5 separate regions of the Mus musculus genome follow, and all the other regions are linked to region 2. A link is a contact called in public Hi-C, HiChIP or PLAC-seq and promoter capture Hi-C data. All regions are on one chromosome and are shown on one strand. Each heading gives the region's core, a stretch centred on a gene start, on an enhancer-like site or on the middle of the called end of the contact. The rest is flanking DNA. Distances are from core to core; before and after follow the strand shown.

Region 1 (5,416 bases), core at 2,269-4,768, 280 kb before region 2:
TGTCAGAAAAAAAAGTATATTAGGCTTACCAGATTGCTAAGTACCCTCCTATTGTCTACTAAAGAGGCCCATTTGTAAGTTTCCCATATGACACTTGGAGTGGGGGTGCTGATACTAGGTCTACTTCCCTAATTGGTTCTTGATTTTTGTCAATAAAGGCCGGGAGTCAATTGTTGTACCTAAGGTATAGGTGTGCAGGGAAATGGAGGGGCTTTTTTGCCATGCTTGGAACAGGCTGGAAGCTGCAGTCATATAATGCCTTGGGGCAGCTAGGTCCTGTAGGCTCCCCTACTGGAGGGGGTTGAGGATGCTGGCAGGGACTAGCCTATACAAACTAGCAGATAAGTTTAGGGCAGGAAGAGAAATGGAGATAATAATTGTGAGGACATATGCCTTTCCAGGCAGGAGATTCTGGGCCCAACAACTGTGCTAGCTGGCAAGTTCTACAATAATAAAGCTATCTATGTGTCCTTTATCCAAGGATTCAAAGGAGTGGGAGCATAAAGCTACTGATCCCAAAGCAAAGGAGGGTAAGAAAGAGAAGCTGGGTCACAACAAAGCTGCATAGAACAAAAGGGAGCCTAGAAGGACTAGTAGTGTGGTCACAGCTTCCAAGCTAAAGCAGTAGTCTGTTTTTAAAACTACACACAGAGACACTGACTTTTACATAGTAAAAACTGACACAAAACACTTGAAGTCTGCTTCACTGACAATTTTTACGTTTAGCAAACACAACACCAAAAAAAAAGGTAGAAAGAAAGAAAGAAAGAAAGAAAGAAAGAAAGAAAGAAAGAAAGAAAGAAGAGAAAAGAAAAGGAAAGAGAAGAAAGAAAAAGAAGAGAAAAGGAAAAAAGAAAGTTTTGTTCTGTAATGAAAATGTGGCTAATTTTTTGATTAAATAACTATACAACATCTCTTGATCCCTTAGACATATATAAATCTGGTTAGCTTTCACAATGGTAGTAACAGTGTCCAATTTTTTATTTTATTACAACTGAAAGAACTTTCAAATTATAATTAATTTTCATCCTGTGTTTTTAAATTAAAATTAATGACAATATTTTTAAGATGTGTGACCAGTTTGTAAGTTTGCTATCAGGTAGCTTTTTGCACGTGTATCCCATTATTTGTCTTAAATTAAGATTAATCTTCCATTCTTAAGCATTTCCTACATTATAATTTGCTACAATTAATTGTTACATATTTCTATCTGAATAGTTTATAACTTTTTAATACTTAACCATTATAAAGCCTGTGATAGAGTCCTGTACATAACTGGAATTCAAAATAATGTATTCAGTTTAAATGAATTTATGTATAGGAAATAAGTAAATAATTTACTTATAGAAAGGAAGAAGAACCAGTAAGATATATACACAATTCTCAGAGAGAGAAAACAATTAAGTTAGCAATGAGAGTGATTTGTGTACTTGAGGCAAACTTAAGGGGTCATATTTGGATGGAACCCTGAAATCCCACCACTTGGAAAGTGGAAGTGTAGATCAGGACATCAGTATTATTCTTGCCTGAATAAGGAGTTTGAAGCGAGTCTTGCTTATATAGTACAACATTTAAAAAAAAACATTAAAAGTAAAGGGCCTAGATTATTTTGCTTATTGTAGAAAAAATATTTTTACAGGTTTCAAAAGTTTAAGGAAACAAAAAAATGTTTAGCAGAAAACAGTAACTTAAGACAATAAAGAAACTCTTAGGATGGTTACCCAGAATAAATATCTGTGCTTTTGGTGTCTATAATTCTAGGGGAAGGATCAGATGCCAGATAGTTTATGTCTAGAATGAGAAGAGAGAAGAAAAGAATCATAGAGAAGGAAGCAACTGAAAGGGTCCCAAGAGGAGGAGGAAAAGGCAGAGGAGCCGAGCAGAGGCAAAGGTACAACAGAGAGGGTGGTTGAGACACAGGTCAGCCAGTGCTCCCTTTGAATCCAAGTACAAGTCTGTAAGGCCTGTGTTACTTTTTTTTTCTGGACCTTAATGGATGTGATGTATTTTCCCTAAGACTCCTAGAGTCAGAATGTGGAGGACAAACAGACTTCTCTGTGAAGAATTGCTTTATGGAGAGGAAAGACACAGTGAGAAAATTGATGGAGTACCTTGCAGATTTTAACTGTCTTTAGGGATCTGCTACTCTTTTGGCCTTTTGACCACTGTGCCATCTAAATTTCAGTGAGATTAACACTTCACCTAGCAGTGCAAGAGCTAAGCACAGACCCTTATCTTCTCGGATATGACTCTCAATTTTTCCTGAGGGAAACAGAAAGCTGTATCATGAGAGAAGCCCAGAGTATGGACAGCAGATGAACCTTCTCAGTCACTCTTTGTAGGAAAAGTGAAGGGGTAATTTGAGATAGAGCCATTTCTGTGCAGATAGAGATGAATTTGGTTGTTTCATTAGTTTGTTGTGATGATGGACTATTAGAGGTGGCTAAGAGCATGACAAAAAGTTGGTTGGGGTGAGGTGTGTGTGTGTGTGTGTGTGTGTGTGTGTGTGTGTATGATCCAAGTCCTTACCCATTCCAGGCACATACCCTATCACTGAGCTTCTCTTATAGAATTTATGGTAAGATTTTTTTAATCCCAGAAAATAAAAACATTTTATTTACATGATGTATTACTTCATACTTCAAATGCAAGCCAAAATATTTGCTTTTTTATTAATAACAGAGCATTAGAAATTCATTCTCTCTGACAGCTAAGTCCTTATCTTTTTCAGCCTACCAAGGCTGGCTGTGGAAGAGAGAGCCTAGAGTTAATACACATTTCTTCATGTCTCCCAGAAAAGGTCACAAAATACTTGACTTTCAAATTTAGCTTGCAAATTTAGAAATATCTAGGTTGCAACAATGGCATTTCACTCAAACACAGCATCCAGTGGGATGCACCTTTGCCTGACATTTCATTCTGGAAGGCCAAGTCTCCAGAGTCCTTGTATTCTAAATGACATCATCCCTGGGAAAAGGTGCAGGCCTATGACTGATCAAGCTTTGTCAGAAAGATCCACTGAATGGAGTCTAGCCCAGGGAAAGTTTGAAAATGATGAGAAAAGCCACAGGAAAGGACTGTGTGTGCCCAAAAGTCAAGAGGGTAGGATTTATAATCAGTGGGTGAGCCTGATCTGCTGTCAGTAGTAACAACCAACATTTTAAGATCGGATTAAAGTGGACAGGTGCTGTACGGACTGCTATCTGAGTAAGGGGATAAGAGGGAGGGTGTAGAAGAACTAGGCTGTTCCACTTACTCTCTCTCCAATACCAGAAAAGGAGATCAACATGTGTCACCCTTGTGTGGTCAAACAAAGATGCTTTATTCTTCTTAAGACATCCTCTCATGTCTTTCTTTCCCAATTTGTCTAGTGTCCTTACTTGGGATATCAAGTTTTGGCTATTTCCAATTTTCAGATTACACAATCTACTCCGAGTCAATTGGAGACTATAGAATCCTTACAAGGAAACTCACATAGTCACTATGAGGTTGCTGGCACTGGGCCTGGATGTAACATAGCAGCCAGCTGAAAGCTCATTGGAAACATGTGTGTCCTCATAAGCACTGAGATCATTGCAGGAGGGAAGAAAGAGGAAGTGAGAACAGACTCCTCACAGATGTCCCAGAACAGGACAACTCTGTCCCTGCATCTGCTCGTCTTTCCCAGCTAGCAGCTGTCTCTCGCTGTTCATGTTCCCGTCTACAGCTTGTTAGAAACTACCTTTTGTGAAGCTCCATCCCAGGAGGACTCCTGGGACAAAGCTCTGCAAGGTTCATGAGCTGCAGGACAAGAAGATGAGCATGTGTGTGTTGGAATAGGCATTGCCTGAGCCAAGGATGATGTCTGTCTCACTCATGTTTCAGCCATGACCTCTGTGTTGAAGAACTCCACTATCTGAGGCATAGATCGGCACTGTCAGCTTCCTGCTAAGACAGAAAAATAACTTGCTCCCAATGTGGAAGCCAGACCTGTTTGTGGTAAAATCAAATAAAATAATGCTGTTATTTTTTAAAAATTCTTTGGCTGAAGTGTGGCTTTGTCCACTATATTTAGAACCCTGAGCTGGAGTCGTTGGGTATCTTTACCACTCTGATGAGTTTTGGATTTTATCAGTTCTCCCTGAGGCTATGGCCCTTGAGCTTCCCTTAGAAATGGCTAGGAAAGCACACACAGGTTCTTAAATAGAAGCAATTTTGATTCTAAACCAACACAGGAACCATCGGTGATTAACCCCTCACCTCAGTCTCATTTCTTACTGATTTTTTTTTTCTGGGTAGGTGGTTTCTCATACTGGAAAACCCCCATGCTCTCAACGGTGGTTCTCATGGGGCCTAACTGCACTTCATGAAAAGTACCTGTCACCATCTCTTGTTTTTCACATAACTTTGCTTTCTGTTAGGTTTGTTTATACTATTATTTATTTGTTCTTTGAAATGCATGAGCATAATGAATCTTGATGCTCTCTACACACCATCACCCACCTTCCAGTCATCACCCATTGCCTCCCCGTTATATCTCCATATCATCAAATCCTCCTGTAAATTTTTAATTAATTGATTCATTTGTTTTTATCCCAAACAGCTAAGGCTGCCTTTTTGGTGCATGGCTGTGGAGTCTTCTGAGGGGTTGGGGGTGGGGGACATCTCACCTATAGCCAGGCTCCTAAAAACAATTTATTGTCTGTCCACAAGTAGCCATCAGCTGCCAATAGCTAAGGGTAAGGCACTCTTCCAACCACGTTAGAATGTTAACAGACTTAGTGCTGTACAGGTCTTGTTCTGTGAATTCATGAGCGCAAGGGTCCTGCCACGTCAAGAAGACACTCATGCATGAAAGTCTAGTACAGGACTTGTGGCTGGGAAGTTCACAGCATGGCTTCCTTTTCTGTTTCCCAGTCCTCTCTTTGAAGTCAGTCACAGGTGATCAAATTTGTCTTCTATCCCTATTTATCTTTCCTCTGCCTTTCCAGATGCATGTAAGATTATGCACCTCATCCCATGCATCTTTTTGTTTATTTTACAATCAGTGTACTGACATAATTTATTGATTTGATTATAATTTCAGTTTTACATACACTTATATGTTTTAAATCTTACACAATTATATCATGTGTGTATGCTTCTATATTCAGGACTTCAGTCGAGTTTCACAACATTTCCAAAAGGACTCATTTGTTTTGTTCTTTTATAAGTACATAAGTATATCTTACTGCCCTATTCAAAAATTCCTTCCAAGTCCTAGTCTGCCTTCTCTTTCTAAAATTTAGGCATTTCACAAATATTGCATAAACAGGATTATACATGTAACCTCTTGGGCTGGACTTGTAACATTTTTTAATCATTCTATTCATTTACATCTCAAATGATATCCCACTTCCCAGTTACCCTGCCACAAATCCCCCATCCCACATTCACC
Region 2 (5,585 bases), core at 1,390-3,889:
ATTCAAGTCAATTTACTTTCACTCCATAGACTTAGAATCAGAATTTTAAATTTAAAGAGAGGTCCAAAAGACAGTGCCATTTGAAATTAACCAAGTCTTTTGGCTAAAAGGGAGTCATCCCCTGAGCAGTTTCCACTGGATAGACCAGCAGGATAAATAATCTGCTTTATTTCATATATCATACTTTATATAAATTGAATGACCTTTCCCAACACTAACCAAGAAAAAAAAAACAGGTTATTTGAAATTGATATAAATGTTAATTAAACTAGATAAAGAGTTCAAGGTGAAATAACTGTCCAAGTATGATATACTCACAATTTGCTCTCATATAGAAACACAAGTCTTATTCCCAAAACAACACAAGAACTTAGTCCACTGACATTCCTAAATGGATCTGATCTCACAAACAGGGGAATATTAGGCATTTTAAAATTGAAATCTCATTCATTCTTAATGAGTCTGTAGTCTTAGGATATCTCAGAGCCTACTATTTATGTAGTTAGATGAGATTTTAAAAACATCTTCATTTCAGCTGTTTTCATGTAAATTGTTTTCTATCCATTTATTTTCTTTGTTATTTACTGATTTCCATCAAATTCTTTCAAAAGGTCATTCTTACAAAGGCTCTAAAAGAACTTCATTGCCAGTCACATAATTAACTATTATCTTTTTTTTGTGTGTGTGGAGGGAATAACCAGAGACAACAGGTATTCAGTTTCCAAGTGAATCAGCAAAGAGCCTGAACATCTAAGACGGACTCAGGACCATGCACCTACCATCACACATAACAAGGGCAAGGACAACCTTTTCCAAGTTTTATTAAACCACCAGATCACATTTTCTCTCCCAAAAGCATTTTCTGGAGATCACATAGCCAGATGGCTATGCCAATTAATAGGTTTCTAGTAGTATACCAAAGATAACATCCATCCTTACTGTCACTGCTAAGTTTAGTGGCTTCTATAGCTTTTTTCGAATACTTACATGATCTGCTTAATCTAAGCCTAGATATTTCTTGGTTTTGCTTATTTATTTATTTTTTAAGATTTCTCTGTGTGCCCAGGTCTTTGGTGTATTAGAATGTGGGAGAAAAGGATTTAATTAATTTAGTAGTGGGCATCTCTCATCAGTATCTGCACTTAGTAGGACTGAACCTTAAGTAATGGAGAGAATACCTTTGAGCCACTTTAGTTTTAGAAGGCATCTTGTGTGCACTGCAAAAACAAAATTCAAAATCTTGCAGTAAACCAGAATAGTATGACAAAAGAAGAAAATAGAAGGTGATTTCTGGATCTTATTGACCCCTCTTTAAACAATCTCAAGTATTCTGGCACCCTATGGAATAGTCAACTGTCACAAGAAAGCCATTTCAGAGCAGAGTATGCTGCAATATGCTACATGACTAACAGGCATATAATCTGGGACACTATTTCACAACAAAAAAATGAACTAAGCACGTAGAATTTTAGTACTTTTCCAACCCAAAAGGCTGTAATCTGTCATAGGTGCAAAGGTAGGATTGACTACCTAACATAACAAGTATTACAACATAATTCCACCCGTATGTATTACTAGCATTCAAAAGAGTATACACACAATGAGAATGAACTATTATTGTGTGATACTATATACCTCTAAAATGAGAGCCCATTATAAAATACTAAAGGTTATCATTTTACACATACTCTCTTCAATAGAGGAAAGCTCCTCCACACAGTTCCCTTGTACTCCTGTTTTTAAAACACGAACAAACGTTACCGGACACAAATGAGAGAATAAGAAGCAGCGAGGAAGTACACCATATGTTCCCGTTGTAGGCTAAACCCAGGTCTTTGTTTCAATATTCCAGCGCCAGCAGGAAGGAAAAGCCAAATACCCACCCATTTCAATTTATTTTCTCATTAATGCTGGTAAAAGTTATACTTAGGATAGGTTTAGCCGGAACCCATCCTATCTTATTATTTGCTTCTTTAACCCATATCTTTTGCAATCCAAAGACCCTGCAATACAACCGGTTATCTTGGATAGACTGTCCGTGGCAGGACAATCTGATAAACTAACACAAGCGTCAGGCACTGAAGAGGACAAAGTTATTTTCTTAGTGAAACAGTTACAAAGTGGTTCTCTATCAATGCCAATTTTGCCTTTTTAACAGCTACGCATCTAGCTTGACACCATCCACCTGGTACTCAATTAGCAGGGCTTTCTTCAATCTTGTGATCTCCCAGACCAGTTTTAATGGTGCAACTCAAAACAAAATCCTTAACCACGCCCTTAATATCCCAGGCAGAGTTACCTTTTGTTTTTTGTTTTTTTTCTCTCTCTCTACCAAAGTCTGTAATTGTACGTAATTGTACTGAAAAGGTTTGCACCGCGATCCTAAGTCAACATAGCACTCTTTCCTCCAGTATCCAGGCGTTCCTATTGTCAGATGCCTTCCTCCCCAGGTTGCTGTGCTGTAGCCCGCAAGTGGCGCCCACGCTTACCTCCTTCACACCTGCAATCCCCGCTCGGGATGCTGGAGAGGATGCTGGGCAGGCTGAGACTGCTCCGGATGCTGCTCTTGCCTCTCTCCAGGGAAACTACAGACTAGGCTGAGCTGAAGCTTCTTCTGAGATTCAAGCTCCGCCTTCCCCGCCTCTAATTGGCCGAAGCTCGGGCTGCGGCTCCTCCCACTGCCATCTGCGCAGCCTAGGCGCAGAGCGGTACCCGAGGTCTCTTAGTTCCTGGTGCTCTGACCCCTTCATTTCGGACTTTCTCCCCTCTGGCATCGCACCTGGCCCTTCCTCAGGTCCTGCTTAGCTCTTTTAGCCGGCTGGTCCAGTGAACACGGGAGTGGGCTGTCCTTTGGGGGTATGGGGGTACTGTTGCTTCGGAGTAGGCGGAGCCCACCGGTCTAGCCCCTAGAGCCTTCCTCCCCGCCTACCCATGGACTCAGCCCAGCCTCCTGTCGCTTGCTACCTCTGGCCCCCCGCCCTTTTCTTTACACCCATCCGAGGGCACCTCCCATCGGTGGGCGTGGCGTTGTGGGCTATCTTCTCATTCTGATTGGTGCAGGTGAGACTCGGCCCCGCCCTCCCTCGTTTCTGGGCGCGCTCTCTCTTCATCTCCTCCCCTCCCTCAAAGACAGGGAACTCTCTTCTGATTTGCTAGAAGTGTCCCCACCTATTGCCTAAGGCGTTCTCGCACAGCCTTCTGGGAAATGTAGTCTTACTATTGCAGGAAGTGCTAACGGAAATGGAGGGCGGAACTACAAATCCCCATCGGGCCTTGCGCGACTCCTGCTGGGCAGGATTCCGGACAACGCCTGGTTCCTTTCGGGTCCTTCCGGCGTCGCCGGAGTGAATTGATCCGGGAGTTGAAGAGGGCTCCAAAGGTGGGAAGTGAAGTCCGTGCCTCAGTTGCCGGTAAGGCGAGGTTTCTCGGTTCGGGTCCGCACGGCTCCGTGGGCAGCCAGAGCGGCCTGGGGTCAGGCGGGGACCGAGGCGGAGGTGCTGAGGCTAGGCTCTGGCCGGCGGGGCGGACGGGTGGGGAGCCGGGCCTTGTGGGCGTCAGCGAGGTCTCTACGCGAGCTGCGGAAAGCTGGGTTTGTAAATGCCTCCTGCCCAGCCCGGCCCGGCGCCTCCAGGAAGTCCGCTGTGGGTTTGGGTGGAGGGGAAGGGTGAGGTCGGCCTCCCGGGTCTCCACTGACCGAGGGGGCGGATGTGGTGGGGTGAGGTCCCGGGCAGGTGAGGCTAAAGCTTGGCTAGGCCTGGAGGGAGCGTGGGTGCCCGGGAGTCGCCTCCCGGTGTGGCTGGGGTTATGCCCTTTGAGGGAAGAAGAGAGACAGTGTTGACAGTTCCGACTCAGTTCCAATTTCCTCTCTGAGGAGGTGATTCTTAACTCGGAAGGTTTGTGCCTCTTGACTCCAATACGTCAGATGGATGTATACTTCTCAAGTGCCCTCGAAGCGCTTTCACTTTGGGATGCTAATGAGACTACTGTAGAAGCAAATGACGTGCCCAAGGTCACACAGATCTTCAGAGTCTAGTCCTCCGAAAGTCCAGTTTCTGACCAGAGTTGTCGGCTTAGGAAGAAAGAGTGGGGAGGTGGGTGGTAGTACTGGAAGCAGATAGAAGAAGTTGCAAAGTAGTGTGCCTGTTTGTCAGAAACGGTTGTGAGGTGCAGAGAGTTGGTTTGTTGACGTGGAGTGGAAGCTTTGCCAAAGCATCCTCTCTAATGTTCTGTAAAACAGGAAGGATCGCTTTAGCTTAGATCTTTACCCCTTTTTCTGGGGTCTACTGAATGATAACACTCACTTTCCACACGCCATTTTTAAAGGATAGATAATATTTAGGAATAGCTCAGTGTTGCCATTAAGAGAATAGTCCTTTTCATTTCTATTTTCTTACCATTTTCAAAAACTATGGGTGAAACTTTCACAGAACTTACTTTACAGATATTCATGCTTTCATTAAGTGAAAATTAAGTGCAGAATCTTGGAGAAATTGTACCATGTTCATTACAAGAAGTGACCCTTTGGGGGGGGGGGTCAGGTTTTTACTTTTCTCTCATTTTCTTCACTCCATGTGTAGACAGTAAAACATACACTTGTATATTTTCTTTTCTTGGCATCATCAGTGAGTTTTAATTCATTCTTATTTAATGTTAATGAATGATAAAAATGATGCTTCTATATTGAATGGAAAGAACTGCAGGCTTACTATGTAAATTAAAATATAAATACATAGTATGTACTGTAAGTATATATGCTATATATTGAATGTGCTTTGCTTGCCATGATTAATATTAATTTTTTTTTAATGCAAAGCTGTTTCTGGGATCAGAAGAACCAGTCAAAATGGTCTTGTTTGAAGGGGACTTTTAAAGAAAATGGAGAGTTGTGGTACCATAAAATGAAGCAAAATCAGGAATAATGTAACACCACACGTCACAGTAAGGGAAAAGTCACTAACAAAAGGGAAATTATCTGGGATTAATTGGTTTTGAAGTGGAGTTTGAAGTGCATTAATTTGAGTGGGCCATATGTAAGTCAGTGCTGGTAAAGCAAGAATGCTAATATATTTTCTAGATGACAGTGTGGACATTTGTTGTTTGCTGGGAAAGGTATGAAATAAGTTTTAAGTGGCACACAGCTGTGTTGGTTATGGAAGGACTTTTTTAACAACAAAAAAAGTTTTGTCTTTGATTTAGTCCTACTCCAACTCTGTCTGTATCTCTGAGGCCCATCATACTGTCCTGTTTCATCGTCACTACAGTGTAAGTGCTGAGATGAACAGTGAGATGAACAGAGAAGATGATTTTGAACATCCTTCAGGCTCTAGCTAGAGCTCACAGATCGGATGTTTGCCTGTAGTGTGCAGCTCTCTTTGCCCACATTTGTTCCCTTAAAGAGCTTTGCATCAACTCTCAGACACTATCCATTGCAGGACTTTGGAGGTTTTCCTTAAAGAGCCATCTCTCTCTTAAAGAGTAGTCTGTAAGAACAGGGTCTATATATTATTTATCTTTTTAGTCTTGGTAGAATAATTGAGTGGCTAAGGGGAATGGAAAAGGAATGGCTAGGTGACTTTCCCAAGGTC
Region 3 (5,360 bases), core at 2,442-4,941, 260 kb after region 2:
CTCGAAGCCGGATCACCTGAATTACACTGAGGTTCATTATTTCCATAGGAAAAGGAAGCAGGGAGGGCAAAATGATCCCTGTTACTAAGCAGGATTTCTCCTTTCACTCTTTCATTCAGCCTGGAATCACAGCCTATGGAGTGCTGCCACCTATGTTCAGAGTGGGTCTTCCCTCATCATTCAAACCTCCCTAGAAATATGCTTATTACACTTTCCAGAGGTGTGCTCACTAGGTCATTGTGAATCCAGACTCATTGACAGTGAGAATCACCCTCCAGTACAGTTGGATAAGGATCTAAAAATGTTGATCTCATGAAAGTTGAGAATAGGAGGAAGAGGAGGAGGAGGATAAGGAGGAAGAATGGGGAAATCTTGACCAACAGCAACAGTACACTGGATAAAAGTAAGAAGTTTCCATGGGGTATTGTAGAGTAGGATAACTGTGAAATATTTCCATCATAAAATAAGTATTTTGGTATATACATTTAAATTGATTTAGTCATCATACAATGAATGTATATATGAAAATACCACATGGCACTATATATATATACACACATACATACATATGTGTGTATATGTATGTATGTGTATGTATATATATAATTTTTAGAGATTAGTTAAAAACTTTTAATTTTAATCAAAAACAAAAAATGAAATAAGAAAATATGAAATAAGTCTTCAATTATTTTTCTTCCAGGAATCTCAAATCCATATGAAAAAGGGGATCATTCTCATCTAGTTGTTGAATGATCAGAAAAATATAACCGAAAACCTGTAATAATGGTATCTGTAGTCCTAGCATTTAGGAAGTGAAGATAGGTCATTTGAATACAGGAATTTGAGACTGTTTTGGGTAATATAAGATGACTGTCTTAGGGTTTTATTGCTGATAGGAGACATCAAGACCAAGGCAACTCTTTTTTGTTTGTTTGTTTTGTTTTTTATTAGGTATTTATTTCATTTACATTTCCAATGCTATCCCAAAAGTCCTCCACCCACTCAGCCACCCACCCACTCCCACTTCTTGGCCCTGGTGTTCCCCTGTACTGGGGCATATAAAGTTTGTACGACCAATGGGCCTCTCTTTCCACTGATGGCCGGCTAGGCCATCTTCTGATACATATGCAGCTAGAGACATGAGCTCGGGGAGGGGGGAGGGGGTACTGATTAGTTCATATTGTTGTTGCACCTACAGGGTTGCAGACCCCTTTAGCTCCTTGAGTGCTTTCTCTAGCTCCTCCATTGGGGGCCCTGTGATCCATCCAATAGCTTACTGTGAGCATCCAAGGCAACTCTTATAAAGGAAAAATTTTAACTGGAACTGGCTTACAGTTTCAGAGGTTCAGTCCATTATCATCATGATGGGAAACCTGGATTCTTGCAGGGAGACTTGGTACTAGAGGAGTCATGAGTTCTACATCTTGATTCAGAGGCATCCAGGAGAAGACTATCATCTGTAAGAAACCAGGAGGAGGCTCCGGATCACACTGGCCAGACTTTAGTGCATGTGCACATACACAGACACAGACACAGACACAGACACAGACACAGACACAGACACAGACACAGACACAGACACAGACACAGACACAGACACAGACACAGACACAGACACAGACACACAGACACACAGACACACAGACACACACACACACACACACACACACACACACACACACACAAACACACGCACATGTGACTTCCACAGTCACTCACTTCCTCTAATAAGACTACACCTCCTCCTATAAGGCCACATCTCCTAATAGTGTCACTTCCCATGGACCAAGCATATTCCAACCCCCACAAACTTCCTGTTTCAAAATGATGATGTTGTATGAGGATTATGATGATTATGTTGATAATTCAAACATGGAATCATTGTTATATTAAATTCTTAGAAGCACAAAGGAAGATTATTTCTGAAGATATAAAATTGAGTAAAACTGCTTACTAGAATTTTTTCTTAAAGTTGTATTTGATAGCTGAATTTTCATGAGGCAGATATCGTGGCTGTAGGAGTTTTGATGAAACTACTCTCAAAATGTACATAGTAAGTTGTTGACAATGTCCATTTCATACATTTATTTTGGCCTGGGATCTATGACATATTATATTTACAATACTTTAACCAGTACTAGTTATTTTAACTCAAAACATGACTTCATAAGTTAAGCATATTTGAAGTGGGTGAATAGTGTAGAATTCACCAATTGTTTAAACCCTGGTAAATTATTGATGAGGAATGTGAGGTGTTAAAACTGAAATGGATTCGTATGAATTGTCACAATTACTTGGCTTAGCACCCTGACTCTCAGAGTGACCACTGACCTAGTACTATGAGCATTATGGAAAACATTAAAAATGTAAATTGTAGTACCATTATCCTCTTTTTCTTCCAGATAAAAGGCAGAAGTCAGGTGTGGTATATAGTAACTCCTGGTTTAATATGCTCTCTGAGTGATAATTCTGATGGGTGACAAAATAGAATAGCCGGACTTACCTTGGAGACCAAGTGCATCAGGATAGGAAAACACAGTTCCTGCCTCCATAGGACTAATAGCCATAGATACAAAACTGAATATCTTGAATAAGCGTTTATTAATTTTTTTTATTACTCACTTGTCACATGAGGCTATAACTTTTTTTCAGTTTGTTCAAAACTTTGCTTTTGACACGTGTCTTACATAAACCCTTTACTTTTCACAGAATAAATAAAACACTGTCTGGCTTATATTATAGTGGAAGGAAAAAATACCTGTCAGTTCAAAAATTTAGGTATTTTTGTTCAAGAAGCACTGAAAAAAATATATTCCATCTCACAAAGAACATAATTTCCTTTCAGATAAAAGAGAGATTGAAGCGTTTCCAAAACTATAGAATACTTATTTGCAAGGGAATATTGTAGAACACACACAAAATGCAAGACAAATAAAAAAGGAGCCATGAGTTCCTCTTTGTCCCTTTGACCAGAAAGGACCCTGTGAGATTATTTTGAGGAGCAGTAGGGGATGTGGTGATCACTGCAGTTGAGCCTTCTGGATAATAGGAAGGTTAAAATTTAAAAAAGTGAATTTGGGAATACATTAGCTCATTTCAAAGAGTTAATGACATTGTCCTTTCTCTCTCTTCCTTCCCTTAAATCTGTTTGAAGGCACGTTTGGGTCCTTATGCCTTAGAACCCTGAAAGAGCTGCCTGAAGTGAAGAAACCTGCATTTCTTCTAGACCCAGACAAATACTTTAAGGAAGGGCCGGAAGAGGATGTATCCCAAATTCCAGAGCTTCCTCTGCTCTCTGAAAGTAAGTCCTCAGCCTGCCTACAATCACCTTTCTTTCTTCATACGATTCAATTAAGGGAAAAGGAAGTAAAAGGAGGCTAGCAGGAAAATAACACGTTTGCCTTGTAGGTTGCCATGAAACAAGAGTGCTGTGGTTGTCAAGATTCACAGCTCTGTGCTCTCAAAAAGAAGAGCTAACAGGCTGCAGTGCATGAAATGCGTATTTCTATTGTGTCAGTGTTCTGAAAACAGACTGCCTTGGATACTATGAATCTGCTATGGATGAATACTTCTCCTCCCTAAATGACCTTCATTTTCAAAACTGATACCAGAGACAGAAACATCATGAGATTCTAAAGATTTAGAGGAGAGTCTCTGGCAATCTGACTCTGTTCTTCCCATGACTCTATAAATAGAGGCTACTTAAAGTGCATTGTCTCTGAGGCTCCAGCTGCAGTGCAGGGCTAATAAGAGAGGACAAGGAAGCTTAACTTGAAAAATGCAAGTGAATGATCTCTGAGGATTTCGAAAGAACATGTGCACAAGTGTGCTCTATTTTTCAGACTATTCTAGCCTGTGCAGTTTGAGAGCATTTGACAAGTAAGATCTGTGCAAACATCTTTCCTACAAAGGAAGCCTTGTGAGAATTCTGGCAACATAACCTGAAAATGGGAGAGGCACAGAGAGAAGCATATGGGCACTGTAGGGAATCTCATTTAAAATAATTGATGGAAATGCAGTGTTTTCAACATGTAATACTGAAAGCAGACAGAGCTCCGTGGCAGTCACCTGAGACTCACAGTGTCAAAACTTTTCCAGTGTCTGACATAGGGTTCAATATCATTCTTGAACAATACCTTTGAAGGAAGTAGTTGTTTTCTTAGAGTCACACCAGGTGACATTTAAGCTTCTTCCTGCTGAGTGAAAAAGGAGAACCAACTGGTCATATATTATTTCAAATTTCAGTTTTTATCTAGAACAACTGTCACTTCCAGTCTTCTACTACCACTTTGCTAGATGATTCTTAAACTTCCTCTTTTCTAAATTTGTAATTTGCTCATTTTCTTTCATTTTCCCCTTCATTTCTCTTATAAGTATTTATTTATGTGTGTGGAATGGGGTTTCAAATTTTTCATTCTGTTATTTTTTAAAAGGATGCTTTAAAGTTAGCAATGGATATGTGTGCTGGGAAGACGGGTCCCAGGATAAAATATTTGCTGTTAACTAGATTTTGGATCTCCAGAAACCATATCATTGGATGGGGGTGCATCGTTTCAGCCTATAAACCTAGCACCCAAGAATTAGGAGAGTTGGCAAGAAAAAGTCCTCAGGAGAAGCTGCCTAGCTAGAATTGGCTGTATGGTGATCTGTGAGTTCAGCAAGAAACCCTGCCTCAACAAATAAAGTGAATCATGGAAATGGAAAACACCTGATAGTACCTTTGGGCCTCATATGGACATGCACACTAATGAACATACACTGACACACATGTGCCTACTACACACATGCACATATAGGCTCACTATACACACATTAAAAACAAATGTAGAGAATATTTATCTTCTTGCATGTATCACAGACACAGAGAATCAGGGAGTATCTAGTAAAAAAAATTGAATCATGAGTCAGGACAAAGCACTGGCATGAGCATATGAGGACACTGAGTGGAACAAGAAGGCAGAATTAAGGCAAGAAAAACATGACATCAAGGACATAAAATGCACAGGGCAAACAGTGGGAGAGAAAAGCAGCCAGAAGCACAAACCTATCCTCAGCCTTGAGAGTCCTTGTATGTGGACAGGCTACTTCTGTTCTACAGTATCAGGAAGGGATACTTGGTTTGTCCTTATGGACAGGGAGTCTGTACTTTGAGTGGGTGTGGGGGTGGTTTGATATATGCATGAAAATATTGAAAATATATGCAATAGTAAGAAATTTATGGAGAACAATAATTTATATTTTCCACAATTCTCTGAAAATGTAAAGCATATAGCTTTGTTCAATTTTTCTTCCTTCTTGTATGTATCTAGCCCATTCTAAATATCGAATGCCTTCTCTTTTTGTACAGAGCATTTCCTAAG
Region 4 (5,438 bases), core at 2,609-5,108, 360 kb before region 2:
TCCAAACCCTTGTCCCCGAGGCTGACCATAATCAGACGCTCAGACCTCTGGACATGTCTTCTAGCACAAGCATGTTTCTGATCTGCCTTCTCTGTCTGCAGCACTCACATTCTCTCTCTGCATCTCTATAATTCTTTTAAGTTTAGCTTCCAATGAATCCTTCTTCTTCGCCCCCCCTCCCCCCCCGCAACATTTGGTTTTTCGAGACAGGGTTTCTCTGTGTAGCCCTGGCTGTCCTGGAACTCACTCTGTAGACCAGGCTTGGCCTCGAACCCAGAAACCCACCTGCCTCTGCCTCCCGAGTGCTGGGATTAAAGGCTTAAGCCCCCACGCCCCCAATGAATCCTTCTTAAGGAGAAACCTGCCTCCCCATCCCTCTTCACACTTCCAATATCTTTCAGTATTTTTTCTTTATCTTGCTGTTTCAATTACCATATAATATAGTATTTATTTTGTTCACTATTCACCATGTCTATGTCTCAGTCAGACAAGAATACTGTTTTCTAGAAGGCAGACTTACAAAAATATATCTGTTTGTGGCCATAGTCCCAGGTGTCAGAACAATGCCTGGAACATAGTGTGCAATCAATAAATATCGTTTGTTATATAGAAACCACATAAGAACTGGTATTTGAATACTGAACTTTAGTATTTTTGGTAGAAGTATGCAAAGTGTCTGTGGAGGCAAATACGCGTAAAATAGTTAGATGATTATGAAAGTTGACTTTTATGCTTGCTTCAATCACATAGATCCATTGTTTCTTTATAAAAACCCTTGTGCCTTTACTTCCAAATTAGATACTTATCTTGTTGATGGAGCCAAATATCTGAAGACAAACAACGTAAAGAATTAAGTGTTTATTTTGGCCGATAGCTCAGAGAGATACCGCCCAGCATGTTAGAGAAGCCTTGGGAACAGGCACTTAAGGCAGTTAGGCACATTGTACATCCTGTATGGAAGCTGAGAGCAGACAGCATGTGGGGATGCTCTCTGAAGTTTTCTCTGCTCCCTAACACCCCACAATCTTTCAAAACATCACCACCAGCTGGAGATCAATTGTTCAAACACCATGAGCCTGTTGGGGGCATTTTACACTCAAACCATAACATATGCTTACCCCAACTTAAGGGGGTTTGTGTGTATCTCTGTATCATTTTGAAGGTCTAGAAACAACTCCTCTGGCCCCACCTTCACTTACCTACTTCTTTCTTATTTTTCTTGTCTTCATTATTTTCTTGAAATACTTTAAAGTAGTCGGGCTGAAATCCTACTACTGCTGAGATAAGAAGGTACCTGCATAAAGTCTATATACAATATGTTTTTCTTTGGAGTAACTTTTGTTTCGATTGTCAGAGCTTGTACACTTCTAACCCCTGTGCCTGTACAACCATGCATGCGTTTTAAAATGGAGCTTTGCCCTGTACAGTGCAAGACTCCTGTGCAGCTGGACCTTCTCTTTCAGCTTTGAAGACTTTCCACAAACAGTCTGCCAGCACAGCCTCTGTTTCTTTCAGTGGTTTGCAGATGGGTGCGCATCATAGGCCAATAAGAACTCCTGTGCACTGAGCCACTTCCCCAGCCCTGAGAACCTGAAGGGAACTCAGAACCCATTTATGCAGATATGTGAAGAAAAAAGAGTGTTCTGCTGGGTTAATGTGGTTCTCCCACATTCAGGGAGAAGCAAGAAGGCTAGGGGCTGGGAGAGGAATAATAAATGAATCACTGAGAATATGAATGGAAGACATGAGAAGGCCTTACCCCAAAGACTGGGTCTTAAACACGCAGGAGAGTTAGATAACAACCAAATTAAAGTATAAGTTATACCCCAGGGAGGGAAGGTTGTAATAGAAGATATGTATGTTACCTTCATGCCAGCACAGCAAATACCCGAGACAATTAGCTTTTCTAGAGAAAATGTTTGCTTGGGCTCAGTCTTGAAAGTCCCAGACTACAATGCTTGGCCCTACTTTTTGTTTGCTTTTTTTTTTCTTTGTTCTTGTTTGTTTTGACGTTTTTTGTTTATTTGTATGTTGTTGGTTTTTTCTTTCTTTTTTTTTTTTCTCTTTTTTTGGCATGTGGTGGGGGGAAAATAACTTCTTACTGGTAGCCAAGAACAAGTAGAAATCGCCTTCACAGAACATTCCAGTGACTGAGGGACCCTCACTAGGTCACACCTGCTAAAGTTCCACTGCCTCCCGTTGGTGTCACTCTAGGACTGAGCTTTGAGCCTATGGATCTTGGAATCCATTCAAAATCCAAACTTTAGCAGCATGCTCGAGGGATGGAGTGAGATGACATCCTTGACCTAGAAGGGAGACCAGGCAGAAGCACCTTATCTCTGCTTCACTGGTGCCCTCTCCCTGTCCTGGGAGCCGAAGGGAAGATCCAGTGTGTGGATCAAACCTGTCAGGCGTCTCTGCTGTTCCTTTAGGTACTCATTTGCTGTGGATTTTCTAAGATTTTCTGTATTCATGCTCAGACTTTGTATGGAGTATAATTACAAAAGCAAGAATGAAAGATACTAGAAAATTCATCTGTAATGTTATCTTCCTGTTGACTCACCATCTTCTGTACTATAGTGCACTGGTCCTACAGGTCAAGGTAGTTCTTAAACTATCGTAATGGGCCTGGGGAGAGAACTCGGTTGGCGAAGTACCTCCTGCACAGACATGAAGGCTCGCGTTCACTTCCTCAGAACCCAGAAAAAGAGCCAGGAGCCATGGATCATGTCTGATATACCCACAGTGCCAGTGTCACAGGGGGATCCCCTAGATTTCATTAGTCAGACAGCCTCACTCAATAGACAGACTTCGTGTTCAGAGAAAGGTCCTGTCTCAAAAGAACAAGACAGAGAACTATCAGAGAAGATTCCTGTTGTCTGCCTTGTCTCTCAATGCACACTCACACACATCCATAGGATGGATAGGAATGTGAATTTCACACACTCACATACAAATTATCCTAAGTAAATGATTTTAGAACTGAAGTTACTCAAAAGCCTTTTAAACCACTCTGTTCTGAGAGATATGTATTGCTTTGAATTAAATTTCCATTTTTAATGTTTTTTTTAACAGCCCAGTCTCATGTACATTGCGCGTACCAACACAGTAAGGGAAGGAAGGAATATCATCATGTGCTAATGGGGGGAATAGTTCTGCCATCACGGAAGAGGGGCAATTAACACTTCCCAGAACCTTCCTGCTCACAGAGTTGTAAATCTCAATTTGATTTCAAGCTACTAGACTCTTTTATATCTCTCTGACTAGATTGAGACAGAAGCTGGTCTAACATGAAAGTAGACATCTAATAACTGCTCCTTGCTCTCTCGGCATACTGAGAACTGGTAATCAAAACTTTTTTGACCTGCTGCTGCTGCTGCTGCTACAGATTTGTTCGTTTAAAATGTGATTAATGATAAACCTACCAGGTGAATATGTGACTCTCATCCAAGCTTTAGCCCCTGTTTTATAAAGGTAAAATGGTAGATTATTGGAGTCAGATCTGGAGAGGAGAAAAAAAAATCACAGACTGTTGTGGGTACTGCCAAAGCACTGTTGCCCCCATCCCCGGAGCTTAAGGAGTGAAGACATTTGGTGATGCTTTCTGCAGGATTTTTAAATGTTATTTTTAAAATAAATAAATAAGTAAGTAAGTAAATAAATAAATAAATAAATATTTATCTATTTTATGCATATGAGTGGTTTTCTGTGCTGGTGTGTAGATGGACCACAACCATGCTTGGTGCTTGTGAAGAGCAGAAAAGGGTGTGCTGATCTCCTGGAACTGGAGTTACTAATGGCTGTGAAGCATCCTGTGGGTTCTGGTGACCAAACCTGGGTGGGTCCCCTGCCGAAGCAACACAAGCTTGGAGCAACACAAGCTCGTACCACTGAACTCTCTCTCTCCAGCTGAGAAGATTTGCTTCTCTGTTCTGAGTTGGAGTGTTTTGCTCTGAACTTCTGAAAATAGTCTTTCACCCAGATATGAATGCACACAGCATTTCTTTTGTAACTTTTAGATGAAAGCTGGTGTTAAAATGCCAAATGGTTGAAGGAAGCTCTTGAATGTTGTTTTAAATCCCTGTGAGCTTTTCCTTTCTGTTTTTGTTTTGTTTTGTTTTAAATGGAAATGAGCCCCTTTTCCATTCTTTACTGCCTGGAAAATAGTATATCCTCTTTCAACAAACTTGGGAGATGAGTCCCCTACTAGACTTGCTTGTGGCTGTGAGAATATCCATTCTTTGCCATTGTGTAGCCTTAGCTCATCTTGACTAATGCCCTTCAAAGTATAAATAGGAAAATAGAGATGAGTGACAGGGATTGATTAGCAGTCTATTTTCCAACAGAAACAATAAACCCACTGGATAGTTTGCCAGCTCAAAAGCCTGAGAAATGCATGGTGAAATAATTGTGTGTGTGTGTCTGTGTGCGTCTATGTGTCTCTATGTGTGTGTGTCTATGTGTGTGTGTTGTGATCACGTTTTCTAGAAAGACAAAAAGACCCTACCTGGTCTTTCTTATCTGTAATACTTATGAACGATTATGGATATATGGGCTTCCAGATTCTAATGAAATGGAGGAAAATGCTTCCTTGTGGTCTTTTCAAGGGGATTTTTCGAGTAAAAAGAAATAGGGTAATATTACCGCCAGTGGATAAACAGTATTCATATCATAAATACTAGTATTACCTTTCCCTTTCCTTGCCCAGGTCCAGCAATCATTCAGGGTGGGGTTTTTAGTACCAGTCTAGGTGACAAAGGAAGGAGAGCTCCGGTCACTTGTAACAGGAAACTGTGACAGAGAGCGGAGGGGAAACAGGCAATCCCTGCAGCAGCTGCAATCATTGCAGGAGAGAGGAAGGAGATCCTGGGCTCCTGACAACTTTGGCAGCAGCCATTTATGTGAAGACAGTTCTTGTGTTGTACACAGACAGCTATTGACCAAAGATGATGGAATTATATATAGCCAAGGGGTGCTTGGGTCTGATCAAAGAATGGAGTAAGGGAATTGGCTTAGCTTGCTGGAGAATGAGATCATAGTTGACATAATGCTGAGGGAACAGGACTTGGAGGGTACATCTGAAATTGAATTTATCCCTTTCTCAGCCCTTACTGCCTGCTCACTCTGCAACCGAGGCTTCCGTTCCCAGATACAGTCCGAGAGACATTTGTTGGTTTCTCAGTGTCCTCTGGGAATTAAAACAAAATGAAATGCCCCTGACTATTTTTCAATAGCTTATACTAACTGGTACATATGTCACTGGTTTGCCGATTATTGTATCTGATCTAGTCTGGTTGAATAAATCATATTTCATTCACTCCAAGGTGAAGTTTCTCTCACTTGCAGCTTCTGCTTGCTGCAGATGTCCATCCATCAGTGCATTAAGAGCTGTGGTGAGCACTGTTCCCTTGCTCAGTCCACAGTATCTCTTCCTCCCT
Region 5 (5,812 bases), core at 2,408-4,907, 300 kb before region 2:
CTTATGGTATCACAATAAATGCAGGTGAGGACCTTTTTCACAATTGTGGGGAATGAAAACAAGCAGAGCCATCATGGAAATCAGTTTGGGGGTTCATCAAAAACTGAAAGAACTTCCTGTGACCCAGCTATACTGTTCCTGGGCATATATTAGTAATCCCACTGTTTGGGAATAAGATCACTATGTCAACTTTGAGACAAATTTGCAGCAAGCTTTAATTAAATACTGGCTAAAATGATGAACTCTGGACAAGTCTATTCTGGGGTTCCAAGAAAATGGCATTGAGTCCCATTTTGCGGAGGGTTACAAAGGCAAGCCCACTTGGTCCAACCAGGGGCAAGCATACATACATTCTGATGTACTTTTTGCCTGCATACCTCCTGTCTATGTTCAATCAGGGGTCAGCATACATCTGGACATATTTCCTGCCTACAAACCACCCACCTACATCTGAACAAGCACACGAGGTGCAGTTGGGTCATACAAACTTGTTTAGAGGAGTGGAACATGTGGCTTGTTATCGTACATAGACAGTAGCCTCCAGCATTTCAGAGAGTGTCTGTCCTTGTGCAAGGGGCTTACAGGTTAGAGGCATTGTTTGTTCTATGAACCTCTTAGGAAGAGGAATCGAAATTTAAAACATAATTTTGGCTGTCACATTATCCAAACAAACCCACATCCATGTTTCTTGTTGTACTTTTCAGGATAGTGAGGAAAGTGGCCTAAACAGGTGAATGGATGAAGAAAAGGGGGTGCATGTACATAATAAAATTTTATTTCACTGAAAGGGGAAGCATCATGTTATTTGTAGGGAAAAATGCATGGATTTTAAAAGTATATTAAGTGAGGTGACCAAAGGTCAGAGTCAAAAACCATATTCTCTTTCACAAATGAGTCTGAGTTTGTAATATTGTGTATATAGAAATTGTACGTAAATGGATATAAAACCTAAAGTACAAAGAGACGAAGAGGAGCGAGGTAATTAGGTGATAAGGGAGGATGGGGTGGACCAAAGGACATGTGCAGCAGAGACTTGAAGTGGATTAGGGGTAGCAGGGATGGAGGAGATAGGGAAAGGAGAGCCTATTAAAACATACTTTGTTTAAAAATGTAGCAGTGACTGCGAGCATCCACCTCTGTATTTGTCAGGCTCTGGCAGAGTTTTTCAGGAGACAGCCATATCAGGCTCCTGTCAGCAAGCACTTCCTGGCATCTGCAATAGTGGACTGAGCATGGGGTCCCAGGTGGAAAAGTTGGAGAAGGGACTAAAGGAGCTGGGAAACGGGTTTCCACCCCATTGGGGGAACAGCAGTGTCAATTGGTCAGACCCCTGGCAGCTCCCTGCAACTGGACCACCAACCAAATAATATACATAAATGGCCTTAGGGTACTCAATTCCCCAGTGTACGGGAAAGCCAGGGCTGGAAGACTGGAGTGGGTGGATGAGTGGAGGAGCACCCTCATAGAGGCAGGGGAAGAGGGATAGGATAGGGAGTTTCCGGAGGGGAGACCTGGACAGGGGATAACATTTGAAATGTAAATAAAGAAAATATCCAATGAAAGGAAAAAACTGAAAAAAAAAATGCAGTAATGGTAGAGCTTGTGTGTGTGTGTGTGTGTGTGTGTGTGTGTACACTAGGGGTGGGGAGAATCCACCGTCGTCGTCGTCGTCGTCGTCGTCGTCGTCGTCGTCATCATCATCATCAACAACCGCAACAACAGGATCTCTCAACAACAGCAACAGAAGGGAAAGGAAAGGCAACAAGCGCCTGCAACGAGTGCCTGTGATTGTTTAGTGATGATGCTAACATGGAAAAGACTGGGAAGTTCTTGACCTCATGTTGATTTTCATGTGGCTTCTGGCGAACACTAAGTAGCTTGGTAGTTACAAATGTTTTGTAAACTGCAATTGATTTTTCTTTTCTTTTTACAGAAGACTTTTTAAAAAAATAAAATATGTTTTTGTTTTGTATCTGGGTTTTCCTGCGTATGTCTATGTACCCTGTGCCTGTAGTGCCGCCAGAGGCCAGAAGAGGGCACCAGATCCGTTGGAACTGGAGGTTCAGTAGGTTGTAAGCTGCCTTGTGAGGGCTGCACCCTGAAATTAGGTCCTCTACAAGAGCCATAAGGGCTTCTAAGCACTGAGGCATATTCTGGTTTTCTTATTGGCAGGGCTCTTGGACCAATATAAATTTAGTGAGTAGTTTTTTCTCAGGTAGTATACTGATATATTTTTGTTGTTTTTGTCTTTTGTTTTAAAGTTAATCAAATTTAGCAAGTAGAGATAGAAGGAAGGATCACAAGTTTAAAGCATGCTTGTCCTGCTTAGCCTGAGTTCATCGGTGTGTTCTAGGAAAGCTTGGACTCCAAAGAAAGATCCTATTTCAACAAAAGCAGAAATAATATGCACACAGTAAATACTTTAAGTGTATTATAATATTGATGGAGTTTTGACATGTGCGGGTTTGCTCAGTTCTGTACATGAAGTCCTGTGATATTTACTGGTCATAAAAACCGTCCGATTTTTTTTTCATCTTAGAACTCATCCAAAATGATACTGTCCCAGGTAAAATGTGACAGTTATCTTGAGCACACCTCAGTTATAGTTTTCTGTTTCTAAAGATAACCCTTTGTTAACTGTTGATCTTTCAGGCCACCTGTACTTCCTGGACCATCTGCAGCAACAGACAGAAGTACACTAGCCAGAGCTGGTGAGTGGCCTTCATCGTATTTCTCTAACCTAGACAGAGCTAGGTCCTCACAACGGACCTAGGGTGAGGGCGGGTGATCAGAAGTGTCCTGTGGCTCTGAATCCATCACTCAGTGCTGGTCAGCCCTCTGCTGTTCATGTTGACCAGTAGTGTGTGGGTGATGGAGAGGGAGGACTGAGTAAACTTGGGTAACCGCCAAAGGAAAGGAAGACGCGTGGGAATCCGGCTGCCACAGAGGGCGGCTGTAATCCAGCCAGTCTGTTTGTTGTGGTGCAGCTGTCCTGAGGGCGGGGGTTCTACCCTTCACTACAGCGAGACGGACCAGATGTTCCTTAACTCCAATTCAACAGTGTCCTCAGCCGGGGTAAGGCTGCACACTCACATTCCTTCCCCACGTGCCTCAATGTGTCTCAATTTTCTTCTATCACATCTGCTATCTGAAAGTGAGTCTTATAGTCACCGCCAAAAGGATGTCAATAAATTCTCATAAAATTAGAGTAATGGATGATATTATCCTTAAGTACTAATTAGGAAAGCTATAAACAGCACGTCTTTCGGCAGGTTGGAGAGTGCTGTGGGAGGAAGGGTTTCCCGGGTGAAGTAAGGTTGCAAAATGGTAGTTTAAACTGTGTTTAAATTATTGGGGTAAGCAAGTTACTAGGGGTGTGTCTGAAGATACTTGTGGGAGACATGGGAGACATACTGATACTTATGCCAGAATAGAGATAAAAACATGAGATTTCACGATTTCTTCTGGTTGTATTCACAATATTTTGCATTGCTGTGACCTAATATCTGGTAAGACGAAATTTAAATGGAGCAGATTTTCTCTGGCTTAGGGTATAGTAGATGCTTTCCATATGCCAGCAGGCATGACAGTGGCTAGTTAGTCAAAGATGAGAGGGGAAGTGGGAAGTGGAGTGTGGCCATGAAATCTCCCTGCCAGCCCCAGTCATCCACTTCTTCCAGTAAGATTCTACCACAGTCAACAACATCAGCTGGGTACCAAGTGTTCAGACATGCGAGAGCTGACGTAGCTATAATAAAAGAGGCCACAGTTGTGTTAAAGATTCTACAAGGTGGATTGACTAACTGGACTTCTGTCACTATGGAGGGTTGGAATGTCGCAGACCTAGTGTCAAGTTTTTGTCTTGAGTTATAGCTAACCCTTTACCCACTCATTGACTATGTGTCTCTGCCATAATATCCTTGTGATTATACTCTGGGGTACACCAACTTTGCATGTACTAATGTAAAAACACTACTAGCTTCTTCCAACCCCAAGAAGACCACATTGCATAGCACCTGAGTTCTACAGCAGAGATTTCCTCACTTGAATATCACCCAACTAATGTTTCCACCAGAAGTATTTGAAAACTGTCTTGATTTGTGACTCTCATTTCTTCTGTATGTACAAAAACTTTACAAGCCTGTTAGCAATTTGGAAGATGGAATTTGAGGTGACTTGTATTCCAGGACACAGTCATACATACTGGCTCCTGAATGAAACATCCCTTCCTCCCACTCGAGTAAGACCTGCTTTGTGGATGGATTAATTTATTACATATCCAGTTTAGTGTATATATCCTCTTAGAATCTCTTAAATTCTTGCTTGACAAAGAAATTGGAGAGAATTTTCCCATAATATGTTTGTGACATGGTCAGGGGTCTGGGTTGAATTGAGTATACACTGCTTTAAAATATGTGCCTAGACTGCATGGCTCTGGATGTGTATGCTTGGCTCAAATGTGAAAAGAAACTTCATAAAAACTGAAGGCAGAATTATTATTTCTTTAGAAATTTAAACATCTGTGGCTGACGTTGAGTTCCCTATTGAGGAGTGTAATTCAGTGATATAAAGCCTTGGGAGTAAAGGCATTTTTAGGATGGTTTGTGTCATTAACATTTTTAATAATTATGACATACTCAAAGAGGAAATTAAGTTTACTCCTAAAGATTTTAAAACAATGGGCCTGCTTTGCCTCCATTTTCTTCATAGCAATTTTTGATTCTAAGCAACTTAAATGATTGTTTCGGGAAAGTGCTTTATCGGCTGCTCTCTCCATGTATGGACATACGACCATCTAGGTCCAGATGTCTGGCTGTGGAAACTGCCCCCTTCTAATTCTACTAAGTGCTTTCAACTTTACAGAATGAGAATGTGAGCTTAATAGCTCTCTTCACCCTCAAGGAAAAAATGTTTTTTAGCACATTAGAGATGTTGAGATGAATTTCCTGGGAAGATAAAGAACAAAATTGACCCTAGTTCTCAAGCTGTTATTATCTAGTAGATAATAGGTCATTATTTCTCAGCCTGTTTCAATCTTTTTCCAAAGGGCCCGGATTCACTAATTAAAACTTCTCAGGGGGGGAGAGGACAGAGTCCTGACTTAATGAAATCATGAATAAAAGAGGACACTAGCTCACAGAGAACCAACAATCTTTCAAATGCTGCAGTGCTGTGAACAGACGGTTGTTTGCTCTGTTTATGGTGCTGAAATAAACCAACAGGGAGGTCCAGAGTGGTAGGGCTGAGAGGATGTGAAACAGTGCTCAGGGTGGGAGTGGAAGAGACAGGAGAAGATCAGCCCACCTTAGGATAGCAGCTGAGGCCTGGTGTGTGCTTACAGGTGGCTCACTATCCTAGAGAATTTGCTAAGACAGTTATCAGCACACAGTGATTAGTCCCTCCATGGTATTCTGCTAATACTAATACATTGATTTGGAAACTTTATCTGAATATGGAGAGAAGTATGGACTACAGTAGTTTATTTTCTTACATAATAAAACTGTGAAGAAAAGCTGTGCAGCTGCATCTCTGTCCCCCTATGCCAACCATCACAATTAAGATTTGTTCCAGTTTCACACCATTGTACTTTGTTTACTGTCCTCACTGACCAACGATAAAAGCACACACTTCATTGATATATATTGTGCAAGCATGCTGGAGTATTACTCCTTAAGGGGTATAAATGAGTTCCTTTGCGAACCTGACTGTTATTGAGCAAGTAATGAAAAATCTTCTTCCTTTTTTTTTTCTTTAATTTTTTTTTTAACAGTCCAGTCGTTATCCCTCCTCCTGGTCCGCCCTATGACTGTTC

Evidence for each region. Promoter capture Hi-C pulls out the DNA fragments that hold promoters and counts their contacts. Hi-C and Micro-C count contacts between places; a contact is called where the count stands out from the background. HiChIP or PLAC-seq counts read pairs in DNA pulled down with a chosen protein or histone mark.
Region 1: an H3K4me3 HiChIP or PLAC-seq map of bone marrow-derived macrophages shows a contact between it and region 2, with 3 times the contacts expected there. The contact joins the enhancer-like site here to the promoter of Serpini1 in region 2. A contact is called at or near these places in 2 of 39 promoter capture datasets (the C10 cell line and pre-B cells), 2 of 115 datasets of contacts at active chromatin or transcription factors (bone marrow-derived macrophages and embryonic stem cells) and 1 of 9 other capture datasets (adipose tissue).
Region 3: a contact with region 2 is called in a Hi-C map of bone marrow-derived macrophages, with 4 times the contacts expected there. The contact joins the enhancer-like site here to the promoter of Serpini1 in region 2. A contact is called at or near these places in 3 of 39 promoter capture datasets (the C10 cell line, cranial neural crest and pre-B cells), 2 of 484 Hi-C or Micro-C datasets (the HPC-5 cell line and bone marrow-derived macrophages) and 1 of 9 other capture datasets (liver).
Region 4: a contact with region 2 is called in a promoter capture Hi-C map of neutrophils. The contact joins the enhancer-like site here to the promoter of Serpini1 in region 2. A contact is called at or near these places in 3 of 39 promoter capture datasets (cranial neural crest, neutrophils and pre-B cells), 1 of 484 Hi-C or Micro-C datasets (cortical neurons), 4 of 115 datasets of contacts at active chromatin or transcription factors (embryonic stem cells, memory CD8 T cells, regulatory T cell precursor and 1 more) and 1 of 9 other capture datasets (liver).
Region 5: a Hi-C map of muscle stem cells shows a contact between it and region 2, with 1.6 times the contacts expected there. The contact joins the enhancer-like site here to the promoter of Serpini1 in region 2. A contact is called at or near these places in 10 of 39 promoter capture datasets (the 3T3-L1 cell line, the C10 cell line, cranial neural crest and 5 more), 9 of 484 Hi-C or Micro-C datasets (B cells, cerebral cortex, embryonic stem cells and 4 more), 10 of 115 datasets of contacts at active chromatin or transcription factors (bone marrow-derived macrophages, embryonic stem cells, hepatocytes and 2 more) and 2 of 9 other capture datasets (embryonic stem cells and liver).

Annotation. Positions count from the first base shown.
Region 1 is chr3:75,833,918-75,839,333 of GRCm38.p6, reverse strand. No RefSeq gene overlaps it. Among named protein-coding and RNA genes, the nearest start is that of Golim4, 120 kb to the left of the region's middle. Within about 2 kb of position 3,518, at least 47 of the 459 cell types and tissues checked have an H3K27ac peak or open chromatin away from gene starts, as enhancers often do. A contact at or near this core is called in bone marrow-derived macrophages, where this site is marked.
Region 2 is chr3:75,554,547-75,560,131 of GRCm38.p6, reverse strand. It overlaps Serpini1 (serine (or cysteine) peptidase inhibitor, clade I, member 1), which reads right to left and starts at 2,639. Exons shown (of 9, transcript NM_009250.3): 1 at 2,490-2,639. Pdcd10 (programmed cell death 10) reads left to right here and starts at 3,280. Exons shown (of 8, transcript NM_019745.4): 1 at 3,280-3,410.
Region 3 is chr3:75,296,047-75,301,406 of GRCm38.p6, reverse strand. Wdr49 (WD repeat domain 49) reads left to right here. Exons shown (of 14, transcript NM_001370850.1): 13 at 3,155-3,301. Among named protein-coding and RNA genes, the nearest start is that of Serpini2, 29 kb to the right of the region's middle. Within about 2 kb of position 3,691, at least 51 of the 459 cell types and tissues checked have an H3K27ac peak or open chromatin away from gene starts, as enhancers often do. A contact at or near this core is called in bone marrow-derived macrophages, where this site is marked.
Region 4 is chr3:75,912,356-75,917,793 of GRCm38.p6, reverse strand. The region is part of intron 1 of Golim4 (golgi integral membrane protein 4); the gene reads left to right. Among named protein-coding and RNA genes, the nearest start is that of Golim4, 42 kb to the left of the region's middle. Within about 2 kb of position 3,858, at least 12 of the 459 cell types and tissues checked have an H3K27ac peak or open chromatin away from gene starts, as enhancers often do. A contact at or near this core is called in neutrophils, where this site is marked.
Region 5 is chr3:75,858,111-75,863,922 of GRCm38.p6, reverse strand. No RefSeq gene overlaps it. Among named protein-coding and RNA genes, the nearest start is that of Golim4, 96 kb to the left of the region's middle. Within about 2 kb of position 3,657, at least 19 of the 459 cell types and tissues checked have an H3K27ac peak or open chromatin away from gene starts, as enhancers often do. A contact at or near this core is called in muscle stem cells and myocytes, where this site is marked.